Regions from separate parts of the Ovis aries genome. Here region 2 is linked to region 1. A link is a contact called in public Hi-C data. All regions are on one chromosome and are shown on one strand. Each heading gives the region's core, a stretch centred on a gene start, on an enhancer-like site or on the middle of the called end of the contact. The rest is flanking DNA. Distances are from core to core; before and after follow the strand shown. Region 1 has its middle 16 kb from the start of NAPG. Region 2 holds the start of PIEZO2 (piezo type mechanosensitive ion channel component 2).

The links. A called contact is a pair of places that touch in the nucleus more often than the background predicts.
Region 2: a Hi-C map of hypothalamus shows a contact between it and region 1, with 8 times the contacts expected there. The contact joins the promoter of PIEZO2 here to the enhancer-like site in region 1. A contact is called at or near these places in 8 of 16 Hi-C or Micro-C datasets (hypothalamus, liver, mesenteric adipose tissue and 4 more).

The regions. Positions count from the first base shown.
Region 1 is chr23:42,701,671-42,708,129 of ARS-UI_Ramb_v3.0, forward strand. No RefSeq gene overlaps it. Among named protein-coding and RNA genes, the nearest start is that of NAPG, 16 kb to the left of the region's middle. Within about 2 kb of position 3,926, at least 3 of the 54 cell types and tissues checked have an H3K27ac peak or open chromatin away from gene starts, as enhancers often do. A contact at or near this core is called in hypothalamus, where this site is marked.
Region 2 is chr23:42,964,369-42,970,402 of ARS-UI_Ramb_v3.0, forward strand. PIEZO2 (piezo type mechanosensitive ion channel component 2) reads right to left here and starts at 3,263. Exons shown (of 52, transcript XM_042239280.2): 1 at 2,381-3,263. The coding sequence starts at 2,501.

The DNA.
Region 1 (6,459 bases), core at 2,676-5,175:
CCCGTCCCAGACAGTGTGAGCCCTGAGGGGACACGTCGGACGGATGGTCTCTGAGCCCGGGATCTCGAATCTTCCCACACACAAGGAAGCAGAGGTCTGGTCCTCTGGGTGTGTGTGAGTCACTCAGTTGTGTCCAACTCTGCCACCCCATGGACTGTAGCCCACCAGGCTCCTCTGTCCGTGGGGATTTTTCCAGGCAAGAATACTGGAGTGGGTTGCCAGTTCCTTCTCCAGGGAATCTTCCTGACCCAGGGATCGAACCCAGCGACCGAACCCAGGTCTCCTGCTGCTCCCGCACGGCAGGCGGGTCCTTTACCACTGAGCCACCTGGGAAACCCCCTGGTTTTCTTAACAGCAATCATTTGCTGTTCTGACTACCTGGTCTTTGTGGCAAACACCTCCCCAGCCCCAGCTAGCTATAACCTGGCTCCCCGACTCACTCCTCAGAGCAGACCCTCAAAGCTGCCTGAGGAGCTGCCTCTGGACTTGAAGTCCTCAGAAACTCAGCTGAATAAAATGTAATTCTCAGCTTTCAGGTTGTTCTTTTTTTTTTTTTTTTCAGGGAACAGCCTTTATTTGTGGGCTGTCCCCTCTCTCTTTCCTTTCTGGCTTAATAACTTAGGTTCGTGAATCTGCCTGAAATACCTAGTTTCCTACGAGGACCTTGAGCATTTTTTTGTCAGTGTCTTATGAACTGTGTCTTTTAAAATTAAAAAAAATTTAAATCAGTCATAGAGCTGTGCAGGTCATGCAAGATTACAAGTCTAGCAGATCATCACTTTATGATTCCTGCACTTTTCACCTGAATTTGTGTGCTCTTCAGAATACGTGTATCGAATTCTTTATCTCATTTACTATATGTCACTTATAGACCTTACAATAATGACTACTTTTCAAATATGTTCTACCCTATTCTTATTTGCACTCTAAAATGAAAATGTGAATAAGCCTTCAGAGAAGTGAAGTAAAGATGCTGATTTTAATAATAATAATGAAGGTTTGTTAAGGAAGGTCTCCGCTCAAGGGCTCAGCACCCGAGTTCCCAGGCCACCAGGTGGCGCTGTGGAGCGGGTTCAGGACCGCCTCACCAGGACCAGCTGCAGGGTCACTGCTGATGGACACAGAACGGACCGCAGGATGGGCGACACTTGTCTAAACAGCTGATTGGACAAACACATGAGTGCACTCACTCACAGACACAGGCTTTATTAACCTTGTTTGTTGTGTCTGTCTGCTCTTATTCTTCCTGCCCCATGTCACACCTGACGCTGACTGGTGGACAAGGACCAGCTGGGCCTCCGGGGTCTCCGCTCAGCTTTGACCTGGCCCACCTGCCACATCTCGGGGGGGATTGGGGAATGTTACTGGCATTGCAGTTCAGCCAGCTGCCTGTACGTGCTGGTAGCGCCCCAGCACTGGGATGAATATGCAATGTCCCCACTAGCGTGGGCACAGAGTGCTGTCCCTTGTCAGGAACCAAGACTGTCCCTCTGCCCCACCCCCCAGCACCTCATGATGTCAGAGTAGCAGCAGTCCCGCCTCCAAGCCTGCTGCCCCACGGTAGCCACATGGAACTGTTAAAGTGGACACAAAGGAAATAAAATTCATTTATTTCATTCATTATCACACTGTCACGTCTGAGATGCTGGGTGGCCCTGGGTGGCCCTGTGTGTCCCTGGCCACAGAAAGCCCCTTGGACAGCGCTGGTCTGGGTGCCTGGCGGGTGTCGGTGAGTTGGATGGGGTGGGGGAGACTCAGGCAGGAATCACACCCGGAGGACATTTCCACACCAGTTTGGCGGGTACCAGGCGGCAGAGTCCAGGAGGTTCACGAAGAGGCTAGGCTGAGCTTTTAATTCCATGGCTCAGATCCCTCACTTCCAAAAGAAAACAGTGGTGCCTCCAGGAAACAGCAGAGGAGCCGCTGGTGTCATCCAGCCAGTGGCAGGTGGGATGGGAGGCGTGACTGTGTGCACTTCTGGTGTTTCCTCTGGACCGGCTCAGCGCCCGGGGCTGAAATGCCCAAATGTCTGCTGCCCACTGGCCCCCAGGTGCCCAGCCTGGCTACAGAGGGTGAGGGCATTTCCACCCTGGATGCAGCTCTGCTTCCCTCCTTGGGGTTTTGTTTCATAGAAATTATGTAATTTTCTGTTTTATGAAAATTATGTAATTTTCAGTGCTAAAAAAAAGCACAGCGAGAAACCCCAAAAGTACAAAGAATAAAATAATTCTCTTCAGTCTCATCTTCAGAAACAAGCATTTCCTCCATGACCATCACTCCAGGCCTCTGGACAAACTGGGAAAGGGACCAGCAGGTACGAATTCACTTCAGGACAGGCTCCTAGTTACTATTTGTAAATAAAAGTGTGACACTTAATCTTCATGGAATTTAGTGAGAGAGAAGGAAAGCTAAAAAAAATTTTGAAATTTAGATGTGTTTCTTAATAAGATATGTATTTCTAAAAGATCTCACATTTAAAATACATTGGATTGTTTATGCTTTCACATGTAACTATTTCAGCTTTTGATATTTTCTGTCAGTTCCTTGCTCTGAAATATGGGAAAATTAGCACCACCCGGACCCTTATTTCTTAATATTTTTCTGATTCTATTATTAATTTTCCATGTTTGAGGTTGTAACATTGACATCTTCTTCTTTAACCACAATCCCTGTTCTTTTTTTTGTCTGAAAAACTTACTCTTAAATTTATATTTAAATGCTTCAGAACTTATCACTACTAATTTTAAACCATCATTTTTCCTTTTTTTAAAAAAAATGATTTTGACTTATCCCTTATTAACTAAATTTCTCTTTTTCCAAGAAAGGCTCATGGATTTCTTGAATTATTGCCTACATAGTGGCATTTGTGTCTTTTTACTTTATGTACAACTTGGCTAAGGCTGACACTTCAGGGTGACCCTTCCCCTGGGTACCTAGTGGATGGACCTGAACTTCTGCTAATGTGATGAATTACCATGACTTTTTCTGATGTTAAGCCCACTTGATCATGAATTTTTTTAGTGCACTGCTGAATTGGATTTGCTAAATTGTGTTAAAGATTTCTGTGTCTGAGCTTGTGAGGGCTGTCTTTCTCCCTTTCTTGAAGCATCTGTGATGATGTTGGAATCAGGGTAACATGGGCCTTGAATTGAGGATTCTTCTCTCCTCTACTTTCTAAGAGACTTTATGTAGGGATTGGCATTTCTTTTTAAATTTTTTGCCACAATCCACAAGTGAATTCATCTTGCCTGGAGTTTTCTCTGGGAGAGTTTTCAATTATGAATTCAATTTATTAATTGGCATAGAACATTTCTGGGGAGGTTTGAAAATTTTATTTGAAGTCAGTTTTTGCAATCCTTATCTTAAAAGGATTTTTCCCATTTTGCGTAAGTTGTAAAATGACCTACATTTGTTCATAATATGTAACCTCTTTATCCTTTCAATGTCTGGAAAAGCTGGACCGATATCCCTTTTTGTGGTTCACTTCCTGGATCATTCTCATCAGGAGCCCACAGAGCAGTGCCAAGCCCACGCACCTTCCCTGTGGCCCTTGTGCCCCACCCCTGCCCCCAGCCTCAGTGTCTCTGCAGAGCCTTCCTGAGCCTGGCGCTCACTCTGGCTGGACCCCAGTGTGGGCAGCAGCCCAGGCAGACTCCCACATGACTGCTGTCTGCAGGGCCCCCCTGCCCCTTCTGCATGGGGGTTTTGTTTTCAGGACACTCGCTGACACCACAGGGTCTCTCCTCATTTTTCTGGCTGTTTGATATTTTCTGATTCTTTGTTTTATTTGGCGGGGGGTGGGGGGGGGTAGTTGATATGCTTTCTGGGTTTCTTGCCCCAAGGGCGATACAGGGCAGAGGCTGCTTGTCATCAGTTGCTTCAGACACAGGGTGGTGCTGAGCAATGAACCATCTGCAAGGCTCATTAATATTTCACCGCTTTGCATCAGCCTGGTGCCCCAGCAGCATCGCTCGTGACTGAGTAGAGCTCTGTGTGGCTCCCTGATGCATCCTTAGTGTTTCAGGAAGGCCTGGCCCTGGCTCACTCAGTGTATGTGCTGGCGGCCTCTGAGGGCAGGCTCCGGGCAGCCCCTCCGGGGTGGGGAGGGGCAGGCATGCAGCCTGGCCAAGCCGTCAGCCAGCCAGTCAAAGGCACTGGAATCCAGAGAGTTATCCCAGAACTTTCCACAGCTCAACCCGCCTCTGTTCTCATAAAGTCTTCCTACGCGGAGATGGAACAACATGATGGATGTAAAATTTTCCCTGAAAGAAGCTTGCCGTGATGGAGGTGGTACCAACAATCTAAACAGATGAACACATCAGAGAAAACAGCTAGGAGATGGAAACCAGTTTTATTTGGTGGGATCTTGAGTGTCTACACTTGCACACCTGGAGGTCTGTGTCCTGGGAAGGAGTGAGGGCCTGGGTTCCGCGGGCACATTGGGGCAGGCCCAGCAGTCCAGGCATCGGGTCAGTCCAGGTGTTCCAGGCTCTGTACCAGATGGTGTCTGTCCCTGGTGGCCCAAGCACCCCCCAGGCCCTCCCTTCTCCTCTTGCACCTCCAGATGCCATCCACTCTTCACAGAAGTTCAAGGCAACACACCCCCTCCCTTAGGGCTGCTCCTTTTAGGCTTCTCTCTAATGCAATTGTAGGTTTTTTTTGCAAAATAATTTCCAGTCTAATCCAGTGGGGGTGAGACAGAGGGGGTGTGATTTTGCCTGAGGTCTGAGAACCTCCTTGATGTTACTGAGCCCAGACCAAGTGAGGACTCACTGCCCCCTCTAGGGTAGAGCCCAGGCTGAGGGCCCCCAGCCACACTGCACTTAATATCATTTACTAGTGAGGCTGTGCAGATATTTCCAGTGGTAGGTTATGACTTGGTTCCCAGCCTAGAGACGTCCCTTGTCAGCCATCAATTTTATAAGGCTGCACAAATTCTTCAGTTTTCCCCATAGGCTTGACCTAGTTTTCCCATCAGGCATTTGACCAACACCTGAGAAAGTTAAGTGCTCAGGAAGCTGAGGGATGCGATGCGGGTATGGACCTTCCTTCTCAGGGCTTTCATCTCTCAGTTGCTTTTGACGCCTAGGGACAAGCATCCTGTCGTGGGGGTGGGGAGATGAAACGTTGGATCCAGGGTAGATGCCGGCTCGGCCGGAGGGCCAGCAGGGTTCACATTTACGCAGAATCTTCCGCCTGGAATCAGGACCGCTCAGCTCTGCGGGCATCTCCAGAGCACCTCTAAGGACCAGGATGGGGAGGCTAAGTCCTCCAATCTGGCTGATGTCAGCATCACCCAGAAGGTTTACACTTGATAGATCTTCGTCCGCGGCCCCCGAGTCTGACTTGCGGCATCGTGTGAGGTCCAGAAGTCTGTCTTTTTTAAAGGGAACTGGAGGCAATTCTGAAGATTACTCCACATCCGTGGCTTGGATGCCCTGTCCCCAAGTAGAGCTCCATGACATGAGCTGGGATGCCTCTCCCATCAGGCTGCAGCTCTTCGCTGAGTGAAGGTCACGGTCAGGGGCTGGGACTTTGCTCACCTGGCTGGATGGACAGGCTTCCCAGCCAGTCTGGGACCTGTGTGACTTCTCCAGCTTTACTCGAGCTTCTGCTCTGGGTTTTGGGGACACCCTTCATGCTTCTGAGACATGTGTTAGCTGTGCACAGCCAGACTGGCCGGGACTTGTGTGAAATGCTTTTGAAATTCGATCATTATGGGCACCCCTGTGGGTCTTACTGATTTTTGGACTATTAAAAAAAAATGAGGCCCAATCGGAACCTTGGTGTAGAGTGGAATTCACACCTGAAGGAGCAGAAGTTCCTGAGAAGACGCCTTGAGCCGCTTCCCTGAAGTGGCCTCTGTTCCTCCTGGGCAAAGAGTTGGGGACAGGTGAGAACACAGTTCTCTCTGTTACTTAGAAGGTGAGAGGATTTAATCCATGCTCTTTCATTCCTGGACTTTAAATTGATGTACTATTTTAACTTTCGTTTCTCCCTGGAAAAAATTGTGAAAGGAGGCTGGCATTTAAAGCTGGGGTATTTCCATGTTAGTGTTTTGCTTTGATATCTCAATGTTGTCATCTTATTTCTCTGCAGAGCCTCACAGACGTAACACGGGACAAAGTGCTGGGACCACAGTGTGTGATGGAAACAGAATAAGGGCTAGAAGTTTGGACTTAGGTGTGGTGTAGCGTAAAAACCACTGAACTGATGGAGTTTCAGAGCCACTTCAGAGTCTTCTGGGGACAAAGTCTAGACTGACCAGTGGAGTCCCATGAGGATGCTGGTGTTGGAGGATGGGCTCAGGGCAGTTGGGGGTCTCCAGGCTGGCTTCCCCCGATCTAGTGGAACAGTCACAGTATGAAATACAGTGAAAGTCGCTCAGTCGTGTCTGACTCTTTGCGACCCCATGGACTATACGGTCCATGGAATTCTCCAGGCCAGAATACTGGAGCG
Region 2 (6,034 bases), core at 2,013-4,512, 260 kb after region 1:
TCTGCTCTCATCCAGGCAGTGGGGCGGGTTAGGGGGTGGGGCGGAAGTCTGAGGTCCGAGGTCCCAGTCCTTCCCCTTCCTCCCCGGGGGACCGGGAGCAACGAGAGATAACCTAAGGCCCCACTCAGTGCAAGCAGCCCGCCCCCACACACAGTCACACTCGCACGCCCCAGGTGCGCAGCCACACACACACACACACACACTCGCACACCCCGGGTTCCCCTCCCTGCACCCGGAGGGCGGAGGGAATCCTGAGGATTGGGCTGGAAAGGGAAGGCGGCGAGGCTAGAGCCAGGATGCTGGACCGCGGGCGGCCCGGTCGTCCTCGGCTCCGGGATGCAGCTCTCCCGCCGGGAAGGTCGGGGACCCGTGGGGCGCACGTGCGAGTCCCCGCACCTATCGAGCGTGGCTGGGCCCCAGTGGGCCCCCGGCGATGACCGCATCGTGGGGCTCAGGGGCGCTGGGAGGAGGCCAGGGGAGGGACGAAGCAGCCCCGAACGATGGCGGGATCCCACCCGCACGACCGTTGTCCCCGCTCTTACAAGCGCCCGGGGGAGCCTATGGTTCTCGCCTCGAGCCTCGGGCTCCAAAGCTGGAAAGTGCGCGGTGCCTGGCCCTCGAGGGCGCAAAGCTAACCCTCCTGCTGAAGGGTTTTGCGGTGTAGACCCCCAAGATGAGTTGGAATGACGCGACCCCACCCGAGAGGCCGCGGACCTCCAGGGGAAGCCGGCGGGCTCTGCAGCTGCCAAGTTCAGCGCGAGGTCGCCGGCCATCAGCGGGTAATCGCTGCTGTCCTATCGCTCCGCTAGGTGTGCGTCGCAGGTAACTACCGGCAGTCCCCAGGAGCTGCCACCCCTCCGAGCCCGGGGGAGGGGGGGGCAGGGAGGTGGGGCCGGAGGGACGCGCAGGATGGGGCAGAGCCACTCCCCACCTCACTGACTACACGAATCGGCCCCACACCGAAAGCCCCCGCTTAAGCCGGGCGCGGTGTCAGGCCCTGCAGAGACACGCGGTCCCTGGACAGGACGCGACCTGCGAAGCAGCCGCACAGTGTCCCTGATCGATTTGCCAAAGGCTCTATCCTTCCCAAATTCAAGTAAACTGGAGGGGACAGACGCCCATAGGAGCTTCGTGGGAGCCGCGCTCCTCGCCGGCAGAGCGATGGTCAAGGACAAAGATGCCGGCAGAAGGGTCCTGCCCGGAAACTCGAGTGGCAAAGAGGCCGCGACCGCCTCATCACTGGCCCCTCCTCCTGCCCAGGGACCAGGCCTGTCGCCTCTCCGCGAGCCTTCTCGGTTTTCCGCGCAGGTTTCTTGTGTGTCAATACTCGGCCACATAATCCCCCCAGGAGCTGGGGTCAGCCCTCAGGAAATCCATCTAAGCCCCCTTCCGATTACGTCCCCATTTAGCACAGGCGTGACCTTGACCCTCCACCTCTGGCAAAATGGACAAAGGTGGCTTTTTCCGCATGGGTCTGGCTCTCCTTGCAAACGCAATTGCTACTTGCTAAGACATGTCCTCTTTTCTAGCTCCAGTGGGAACAGGTGAGGGCTAGGCGCCCAGAGTCATCTTGGCGGGGTTCAGTGTGGCACTTCTACTAGAGGAGAAATTGGGCCCCTCTCACTCCAAGCTCGCGCCCCGCGGGTGTCTTTAGACCTGAAGGCCGGTGGCTTTTCACGCCCTACCGGCCGCATAAAAACAGTGAGATCCTTGCCTGGGAATCCGGGAGGCTCCCTCTGTCCTCGCTTAAACCTCGGAGTCCCAGCGCAGTTACAGATCCGTCTGGACCGCGCAGGAGCGGAGCTGGGCCTCCGTTTCCGCAGCCTCTGCGTCCAGCAGTTTTGTTGTAGAGGCTTTTGTGTGAGTAAAGCCAGCAACTTCAGGGCACCGCTTCCCCGCGCGACCCGAGTCCTTTCCTTCTTCCCCCCAGGGGCTGGGACACGGGACGGGGCAGAGGTGGCATAGAAACCCTCTGGATGCGCCCGAGCGTCCTGCGTCCAGGGACCGGGAGGGTGCTCTTGTACAAACCTGGGAAGGGGTCTACAACTACCTTTCAGGCGGATTCGCATCCATTGTGCACGGCTCGGCACTCCACAGAAATTTCTGTGTGTTACTAAACTCAGCTCCGTCTCCAGCACTGGCCGAGCTGGCCGCCAGGACTGTGAAGCTAGACGGTTAAGACCCTGATCATGCAGACCCGGTTCGTGCGCCCCAGAGCGAGAATTGAAAGCGCCGGGCTTCCGCACCCAGAGCATGGAGCTGACTCCCCGAACCGGGTCTCGGGCACGCGAGCTAGTGATCTGGGTTTGCTCTGAAGCCCGCCCCCTCCCCAGGCGCCCCCTCCCCTCCCCTGGACCCTCGGAGAGAGGGAAACACTCACCTACTGCCAGGCAGATGGGGAGCAGCAGCCTGAAGACGAGCCCGCACACCACTTCCGAGGCCATCGCGTCGGTCCCGCGAGTCCGAGCAAAGGGTCTCCAGGACTGGGGTGCCAAGCCCATGCCCGCCTAGGGCCTCCTGCGGCCGGCGGCTCGCAGCCGCCCGGGCATCGCCTCGGCTAGAGCCGCGGCGCCGTGCGCCCCGAGGGCGCGCTCTCCGCTTTCCTGGCCGCGCCTCTCCGCTCTCCCGGCCGCCGTTCACCAGGCCCTAGGAAGCCCCCTCGTCGGGCGCCCGACCCCTCACGGCCGGCCCATCCAGTGTGGACTCCCCGATCCGGTGCCGGAGGTTTCTGCAGCCGGTGCCGGAGGCCAGAGCCGGGGACCAGGCACTTCGAGAGGGTCCCGCGAGGCGGCGCGGCGAGAAAAGGGGAGAAGAGGGCGTGCTGTCCTTTTGGCGGCTCCTGCGATGTCCCTCACGGGCAGCGGGGAGCCTTCTCCGTGGAGTCTTCTCAGAATAGAGGTGACGACGCGGCCCTCGTTCGGCCTGAGCTCCCGGAGCGGCCCTGGCCCGGAGCGGCCCCGCGGTGGCTCCCTCAGCAGTCTTCGGTTCAGCCTTTGCGCCCCCGGGCTTCGGGCCGGAGACAGCGGGGCGCGGGCGGCCGGACTCGCGTAACCATTCCCGATTGCTCGGGGCTCCCTAACGGGTCGGCAGCGGGGCGCGCGAGGGGGCAGCCTCCACTCGCTCCTCCTCGGCCTCCACTTAAAGAAATAAAATGAAAAACGAACGCCGCCCGGCGGCCAGCGCGCCCCCGCCCCGCGCGGTGCAGCCTCGCCCTGGCGCCGCAGCCCCGGCTCCGGGCGGGCGCGCACTTCTCCACCTTCAATGAAACTTTCGAAGCCGCGCTCGCGGACGGGCGTGCGCGCCGGCCAATGGGAGGCGGCTCGGGGCGGCGCGGGGTCCCGCCCCTGGACGGCTGGAGGCCGGCGCAGGGCCCGAGTGCGGGGACCCAGGGCAGGGTAGCCCCGCCTGCGAGCGGTGGGCTTGGCGCGCTCGCTCCCCGGACCCTCAGCGTCGCTGGGTCCTGTCCTTTTGCAGACTGAAGGAACCATCCGTTCCCCAGGGCGCGGCCCTGAGCTCACCCCCCACCCGGGGAGTCCTTTAAGGCTCCAGGAATTGTGCACAGGCGACAGAAGAGCAGAAGTTGGCGCGACTGTCACTGTGCTAGGTCCGCACGTGCCCACCTGCACGCACTGGGAGGAAGAGGATTCGCCCAGACCAGTGTGCTTGCGCATTCTGAACAGAGCGAGAAGTTTCAGCTTTGACCGGGCTCTGGGAAATCCTGGGTCTTTCCAAATTCATTAAGTCACTGGGAAATCTGCGAGTGGACATAGGGATCAGATGCGCGCCCACTTAGTAGATTTTGGAGACGTCTTGTTTTCGCCTCGGGTTTGTTGCTTGTCGTGGCCCCTAGGAAGAGAGTATACTGTTTCTCTTCTCTACTCATAACCCCTGTTTTCTCTTTCTCTAGGTAAGATCTAGAGACACCTGGTTCTAGCTGGGAGATGCTCTTTTCTCAATTATCCAGCAGTTTTGTCACTGAGGGGACCCTGGAGACCTGAAACAGGTGATCTGACGTATAGGGAGGACCCTTCAAAACTGGCATTTCCATCAGGAGGGCAGAGAGGCAAGACTTTGACTTCCACCAGCCTTCTGGGCTTGAACTGGTGTTTGATGATGGAAAAGTCTGCTGATGGAAATTTACACAAACCTTAGTTCTCTGTGATAACCAACAAGGTCTCCCTTTAGAGATACAGTAAGCTTGCATTTTGAGCCCAAATAGCTTCACAAATTCCCTGAGAAAGACAAATACACTGTGAACCAACACTTTTTTATGAAGCCTGATGCAGTCAGATCTTGCAAAGACACACCGAAACTTAGACCATCCTTGTATTCTAGCATCCTCAAGAAGTTTTGCCACCCGAAACTCCGAATGTCGATGTACACTGCACTAGGCCTAAAGAAGACAACAGGAACTTAAGCAAATCATTGTCCTCTCCCAGGAATTGTGTTTTGTAGAAGCCTGATGACAATCTGCACCTGTTTTCCAAATCTAGCACTGTGATGCTCATAGGTGGTGTCCTCTGGCTCTCCCTCTCTCCATCTCTCTGGTACAACTTGTTTTGGGAACCCAATTAGGAGGTCACAAAGCCCTCCTGAATTTTATGTAACACTGTGTCACCACATGAATTCTGTTTACTCTGAATATTTCGTCGTGTTCTTGGTAGGTGTTCTTGGTAGGTTTCCAACACTGCCTTTTTCTTGTTGCTGTTCAGTCACTAAGTCATGTCCAACTCTTTGCGACCCCATGAACTGCAGCACACCAGGCTTCACAAACTCAAGTCCATTGCGTTGATGATGCCATCCAACCATCTGTCGCCCCCTTCTCCTCCTGCCCTCAATCTTTCCCAGTATCAGTGTCTTTTCCAATGAGTCAGCTCTTCTCAACAGGTGGCCAAAGTATTGGAGCTTCAGCTTCAGCAACTACAGTCCTTCCAATGAATATTCAGGGTTGATTTCCTTTAGAATTGACTGATTTGATCTCCTCACAGTCCAAGGTACTCTCAGGAGTCTTCTCCAATTCAAAAGCATCAGTTCTTCAGTGCTCAGCCTTCTTAATGGTCCAACTCTCACATCCATACATGACTACTGGAAAACCATGGCTTTGACTATGTCCTGTCCAATAGACAGGACCTAGACCTGTCTGCTACTGCTGCTGCTGCTAAGTCACTTCAGTCGTGTCCAACTCTGTGAGACCCCATAGACGGCAGCCCATCAGGGTCCCCCGTCCCTCTAGATGTCCTCCAAATCAATGTCTCAGATACCCAGTTAGGAGAGGCACAATCTTCCCTAATCCACCTCCCGCTTATCCTGCCCCTCTGTGTACCAAGTTGACCATTTGGTCTTTAGAGATTTTAAGACCTGGATTCTACTTCTTCGTCCACCCGCACATATATTCAAGGAGTTTCAGTTGTCTGCATTTTACTAGAAGCTGTGCTCCCCTTGGCTGCATGCTACAGGCACCTTGGATCTCTCCATTAAACCAAAGTCCTTGATTTTGACTCTGACTTGTTCTCGGCCGCCACACCTGTGTGCTTGGGAAAGCTAGGAGGTGGTGCTCAGGTGTGCAGTTGGAGCAGAGAACCACTGTCCTCATTCACATGCAGAACTCCGGAAACAGACCATGGTTTTCAAAACTTGCCTCTCCCAAGCAACGCCACCTTTCTGGAGCTGTGTTTTCATGCTGCAATGATATAGGCCTGCACGGCAGTAGTCAGTGGTGTTGTCTTTACAAGGGCTGTTTTACCCTAAAATTTCCCCAGTGTGAGGAGCAGTAGCTAATATCTAGACCAGCTGATTTTTAAGGATTTTCTGGCCCACAAAACACGGCTCCCCTTGGTCAGGAGCCCTGTTTGGCCAGCCACTTTCATCCTCCATCTGAGCATGATCTTGCCTGAAACTTGGCACAAAGTAGAAATGCTTTAAGGAGAAAATCAGCTCCATTGGATACTTATAAATACAGCATTTTGATATCTGATGAGCACTTAAAGCATATGACCCCAACTTTTGCCCACGTGATGAATCAGGCACTGGTCAC